2 separate regions of the Bos taurus genome follow, and region 1 is linked to region 2. The links are chromatin contacts, called in public Hi-C maps. All regions are on one chromosome and are shown on one strand. Each heading gives the region's core, a stretch centred on a gene start, on an enhancer-like site or on the middle of the called end of the contact. The rest is flanking DNA. Distances are from core to core; before and after follow the strand shown.

Evidence for each region. Hi-C and Micro-C count contacts between places; a contact is called where the count stands out from the background.
Region 1: a contact with region 2 is called in a Hi-C map of liver, with 2.2 times the contacts expected there. The contact joins the enhancer-like site here to the promoter of BRCA2 in region 2. A contact is called at or near these places in 3 of 11 Hi-C or Micro-C datasets (blastocyst, liver and skin fibroblasts).

Annotation. Positions count from the first base shown.
Region 1 is chr12:28,785,834-28,788,878 of ARS-UCD2.0, forward strand. It overlaps FRY (FRY microtubule binding protein), which reads right to left. Exons shown (of 61, transcript NM_001205616.1): 47 at 2,605-2,745; 48 at 457-636. Among named protein-coding and RNA genes, the nearest start is that of ZAR1L, 120 kb to the left of the region's middle. Within about 2 kb of position 1,393, at least 20 of the 102 cell types and tissues checked have an H3K27ac peak or open chromatin away from gene starts, as enhancers often do. A contact at or near this core is called in liver, where this site is marked.
Region 2 is chr12:28,667,098-28,670,078 of ARS-UCD2.0, forward strand. BRCA2 (BRCA2 DNA repair associated) reads right to left here and starts at 1,560. Exons shown (of 27, transcript XM_002691807.6): 1 at 1,395-1,560; 2 at 622-723. The coding sequence starts at 688. It also overlaps a transcript of ZAR1L not described here.

The sequences.
Region 1 (3,045 bases), core at 143-2,642, 120 kb after region 2:
AAACACAACATATCAACTTTAAAAAAATTGTTAAAGAAAAAAAAGCATTGTGGCTTGGGGAAATGACCATAAGGGCAGATTCCATAAATCTCGGTCATTCACTGGTTTGGCTACAGTTCAGGAAAGAAGGTTGCAGATACCAGACAGGACGTGGCAGCAGTCAGATAAAGAATGAGTGAAGCTCATGGTTTAAAATGCTTAAGATCATTCCATTTTAAAAATTGTCTTTTCTGTGGAATCGTTTTTACATAACTGAGGCTAGCTTCTATTTTTAAAAGCTGCCAAATGAGAGCCCCTATGAATGTGTTCTTAAAAAAGAAAAAAAATAGGACCTCATTAGGCCTTAGAAGCTTTCATGTGACATAAATGTAAAGGAAGCCCTCCTTCTCCAGGCAGCTAGTTTAGAACTTTGCTCCTATGCATTCACGCTAAAGTTCACGGGAACAGTTAACATACCTCTGAGATATCAAAGTGGAAGTCTAGGGTTTTTCCAGGTAATTCCTTGGATGAGCTCGTCCACACTCGATGTATTTCTATCTTTGAGAGGTCGCTGTGTTGGTAGGAAGGCAAAACGAGGCTGGCCGATCGAGAAACCACCAGCTTCAAAATATTCAGAGCTTCTCTCCAGTGAATGCTCTGAAGGAAATGAAACAGTCAATACTTAAAAACTTATTTCATTAAAAAAAAAACTAACATGCTCCTAGCTACTGAAGCTTCTCATGACCTGTCAGAACTCACTGATTTAAAACAGTGCAGGAAATCCTTTGATAAGTAAAAGGCAAATGACATAAAAAAGATAATTTAGGAGGAGCTACATTTAGGAAATAAGCAAATAAAAAAGAACAGTTTTGTCCACATTCAAATAAACAAGTTTAAAATAACAAGGTACCACTTTTGCTAATGAGGTACTTCCTTAATTTGAAAAGCAAAACAAAACAAAAAAAGCTCCAGCCTCCATTGCAGTTACGCTACTGTTCCCTCACTCCTCAAGATTCTCCCTGCCTCCAGTTTCCATCTATGCTTCCCACTTCTCTGGCTCTTTCTGCTCCATTTGCTTCCTGGGCGTCTGACCTCTGCCCTCAGCCCTCTTCTCTTCTTGTCCGTGTCTTCCTCATGACCTAACCCCGGAGTCTGGGAACCATTCTTAACTCCCCTCTTCCCTCCCTCCTGAGAATCTGACCCCTACCCCTGCCCACCTCCATTCCTGTTGGCACTGCCTCAGCTGAATCCTCCTTGGACTATTTCAGTGGTCTCTTAACTGGCTTCCCCACTTGCAGCCTCTCCTTGGGTCCATCAAACCCATTCCAGCTACAGTGATCGTTCCAGAATCTTCAGCTCAAGCCACTTCCCCGCTTAAACATCTTCAAGAGCTCCCCCTGGTGGACAAGGAGGAGTCCACACTCTTCGAGCAAGGCCTACGTGGGTAATCTCCCCTGGAATTCGCCATCCCAGCTGATGTCTCTAGCCTCTGTGCATTTCCTCATGCTGTTCTCTCATCCTGGAATGCCCTTCCTCTCCTTCCTTATCAAACTCCTACTCTTCCTGAAAGTCTCACTGTGTTTCACCATCTTTGTGTCTCTGACAACTCCCAGGCAGACCAAGACACTTTTCCCATAAAAATACTGAACATGGATAACCAGCCTGATAAATGTTATTATTTGTCTAGGACTTGGAATAAAAGCACATGAAGTAAAACGCATTCCCTTCATTGTTAACTTCTGCACAAGGGAGGTCATGGTTTGATATGAAATTAGCCACCATTCAGTAAAGATCTCAAGTACCAGGGATGATCCACAGGCATAAGAACAGGTAGTCTAATAAAACAAATTTTTTTTTTTTGAACAAGGGGCAAAGATGTGAACTGCCCCTCTGTCTCTCGTGAGTGTCAAGTGAGAAAGCGATAATGAACATCTACCACATGGTACAACTGTTACTGGAGCAATGCCACTTGGAGGAAAAAAAAAGCTTGAAAATCATTTTTAGTATTTGCAAATTCTTCAAGTAATGTGACTGGTGAAGTGAAGATGGGGAAAAAAATGTTTAAAGTTGTCAAGCTTAGTCAATGAATTTAACCAGAGAAAGCCGAGCATTTGCCCTTGAACTCTGAAACTCACCAAGTACACAGTATGTTTTGTTTGTTGGAGTATTTTTAAGTATAAGTATGCCGTTTCTTAGCCTTAGTTCCTTCGACCCTAAGTGACAATTTTCTCCTCTGAATTAACCCTTCTCATCTAAAACACCTGGTCTGGAACCAGGCACACACAAGTTGCTTCTTCCTTCTCCTTTGAAATAGAACCCCTCAAACAAGACCCTGCCCCTGCCCCCCAAGCCAGGACATGCTTTCAGTATCTGGCCTTTAAGCGCAGGAGGCAGAGACGTGTCCTCTGAAGGCTCAGGAACGCGCTAGGGCCTGGTCCTGTCTTTCTCCTCAGGACACCGCTCAGGGTGCTGGTCAGCCACTGTCTTGGCCGCTCTCAGTGTGTTACGGACATTGATAAATGAATGCGCAGCCTGGCACCCATAAAACTATGGCCGAGTACAAGCTGCATACAGAGGATGTCTTTCTGGAACAACTATCTGGAAACATGCTGGTTCAATACTCACTTGCACGTATTTTTCAATGGTCTTCAGAACTTCCACGTTGAACTGCTTTACAGGAACGACAGAAAGGTCCATGTAGCTGAGCAGACTGTGGATCACCTGCAGGAGGGGCTGCTGCATGCTGGGGAGGCCCTTCTCCAGCAGCTGTGGGGGCAACGGCAGGGTGAGTCATCTGACACCAGGTTCCACACAGAAGCACCACGGTCTCCTAGTACCTTTACGACTGCGCATTTCCTTAGAAAGGAGAAGAAAACTAACTGCTGAAGAGGGGGAGATGTTAATCAAAGGCAATGCTGTAGGCCTGATATATAAATGTAATATTCAGGGACTTCCCTGGTGGGCCCGTGGTGAAGACTCTGTGCTTCCACAGCAGGGGGCACAGGGTGTGATTCCTGCTTGAGAAACTAAGATCCCACAATGCCATGCAGCACAGCCTAATAAATA
Region 2 (2,981 bases), core at 310-2,809:
GTTTTCTTCATATACCTCTATCAAAACATATTGTAAAGAATTAAATGCAATTCTTTGAGAATGAGCATGAGAATCCAGCTATCTTCTATTGAGCTAGATAGTAAAGAGAACTGCAAAATTTTAAAGTAATGTCACTCTTCACATTTTTCTTGGAAAAGTTATTTTTCATAAACATATTATTCATGTTAATATGCAATGAGTTTATTTTTGTTATTAACTTAATGTTCTTAAAAGTTCTTAGTTTTAATTTCTAATATGGTAACCTAGACAAAAGCTCTCAGTCCTCAATCATTTTAAGAGTGTAAGGCGAACTGAGACCAAAAAGTTGGGACAACTTCTGCTATTATGTTACTAATGCTTCTGACTTGCTAGGAAGTCTCTGCTTTAAAAACAGTTCTACTCATCAAGGGGCCAGTTTCCTCTTTATCCACCACAGGTTCTACACCGATCATTTGGTTAACTGTAAATGATTACTTTTCTGATTTATGACTTCATAAAGCACAGTTTATGGTGTAAACAAAAACGTGAAGCACTGGATTCTTTTCAACAAGCATGCATAATTACATTTTTCTGAAAACATTTTTCTCAAACGATCAATTCGTATAAAAAATCTGTTAATACCTGCTTTGTTGCATCGCGCCTTAAAAATGTCAAAAAAAGTTGGCCTCTCTTTGCATCCAATCGGCATTTTTATCTACACTATTGCTTCAGAGTTTGGTGAGTCTGCAAAAGAGAACACCAAAATACACTTCACACAGATGCAGTCCTTGCTAAATGAGTCTGAGGTAAAACCGGAAGCGGTAAACCTGCCTGAAGCTACATTGTTTATTTTAAAACAAGAATCGAACTCACCGCGGGGAATTAAGTATTCTGTATTTGTGCAGTCCAATAGAGCAGCCATTAGCCACATGACTCATCTCAACTGTGGCAAGTCTGCTCAAGAACAGAATTTTTAATTATTATTTAATCTTCATTAACTAGTCACGTGTGGCCAGTGGCTGCGCAGTTAGCAGAGGGCTATTAGATAAACACCGGGTAACAATTCCCAATCAGTAAATTTTCGTTAACAAAGCAACTACCTGGGGACTAAGCGATGAGGCAGATACAATGTGCCACAGACTATGAAACATTTTCCAAAACAGCAATGTTCCGGTAAAGTAACTTCATCGTGATTCCAATGAAGGAAATTTCAGCCTGGGACATGTGGGTCGAGCGGAGCCCGAAGCTGGGCCACGGACTTCCCGGGACGGGGCGGGGGGGCTGGAGCCTCCGGCCGAGGAGCTGGTCCCTTCTCCCTGTCGGTGCGGGGCTCGGTTCCCACCCGAACACCGGAGGCGCTCCCCGCCGCCTGAGACCGCGGAAGGCTGCCCATTTCCACCCCTGCCAACACTAACCGCCTTCAGAGGTGAAGCTGGTTTATTTTTTTTGGCCAGAGGAGTCTGACAAAACGCGCCGGCACTCAGATAAGAAACCGGATCCCTCACGCTCCTTCGCGGAGACCCACCGCCCGAGACAGCAAACTTCAGCAGCCGCACCTCCGCCCACCGGGTTTCAGATTCTCGCGCCAAAAGCCTGCTCTCGGGATATGTCACGCGATGACGCCATGACGCAGCACGCAGCGTATACGCCCACCGGAATCAGAGTCTGGCTGCGCCGTAAGTGCTGCCGCTTGTGGCGAGGGCTAAACCTTGTGTCATTCCGGAGTCGCTAAAGAAAGAGTCGGGATACTCGTTCTCTTCTTCCGAGCCTTCAGAGTACCAAGCCGCGCTGTTTGGAGGGACCACGCCCCATGTATACGCCCTGCCTTCCCCTCCTCCGCTCCGTCTCTCGTTTGGATGGCCGCCCCCAGCCCCGACGCGGCCTGCGGTCTGTGAAAAGTCTTTGTTCTCTACTAAGAGGGCGTCGCCCAAAGTGGGCAGACGTTAGAAAACCCCACAGTGGTCAGTCGGCACGGATAACTTCTTCCCCAACGGAGAGCTCCCTATAGAGTGGAAGGGGCTGAGATTTGAAGCCGGAGTACATTGGTTATAGACTGCGTGTTGCTGTTGGGCAGCAGAATTTCAAAAACCTCTCAGACTCTCCCGGCTTGAAAAGTTGTTAAGCCTATCTCAAGTCTCTTGTAGTTTTGGATAATACTTCCTCCTGCAGGCTTCCGTAGTATCCTTGACGTATCCTTGACGCTCCTAGGGTACCAAGCACCTGTTTTGTGCCTGACTTGCTCTTGAAACTGCCCTGGAAGACAGCAGTCTCACTCACAGAGTATGGGCTGTGGCTAGCACAAGGCTTAATTCAGGTGTTTATCGTAGGACCTAGAAAGCTTTCAACTGGATTCTGAAGGTGATAGTGGCTCATAGGGCTTGCTACTATACAAAAGCTCCTGACCAATGAACAGTGAAAGCAACTTTGGATTCGAAAAAGGGTGCCATTTACTTGGTACCTGAGGTGTCATTTTAGTTTGATCATAATCCTTGGCTGTAGACACCTTTCCAATACACATAGATACAAAAGCATGTGATCATCTAGGTCTAAATAGCACAGATACCCAGGCCTGTGATCTTTAGCCAATAACAGCTACCTCTTAATGAGCATCTGTGAGTTATTCTTTATGCTTTATAAGTAATATCACATTTAACCTTATGATAATCTTATAAATTTTTTAGTATTGTCAGATGGGGAAACTGAAACATCCAGTTGATTTATAAATAATATCACATTTAACCTTATGATAATCTTATAAATTTTTTAGTATTGTCAGATGGGAAAACTGAATCATCCAGTTGAGTAAGTTGTCTAGTAAACAAGGCCCAGGTGGACAGAGGGGTCCATGGGGTTGCAAAGAGTGGAACACTACTGAAGCGATTTAGCATGCAGCATGCAAGTTTCTGTTCAAGTCTTTTACTTAAGATACTTAACTATCCTGTGATTAAGTCTGCATTTAACCTCTAAGAACAGTTTGCTTCTGAAATTTCCCCTTTTGGGGA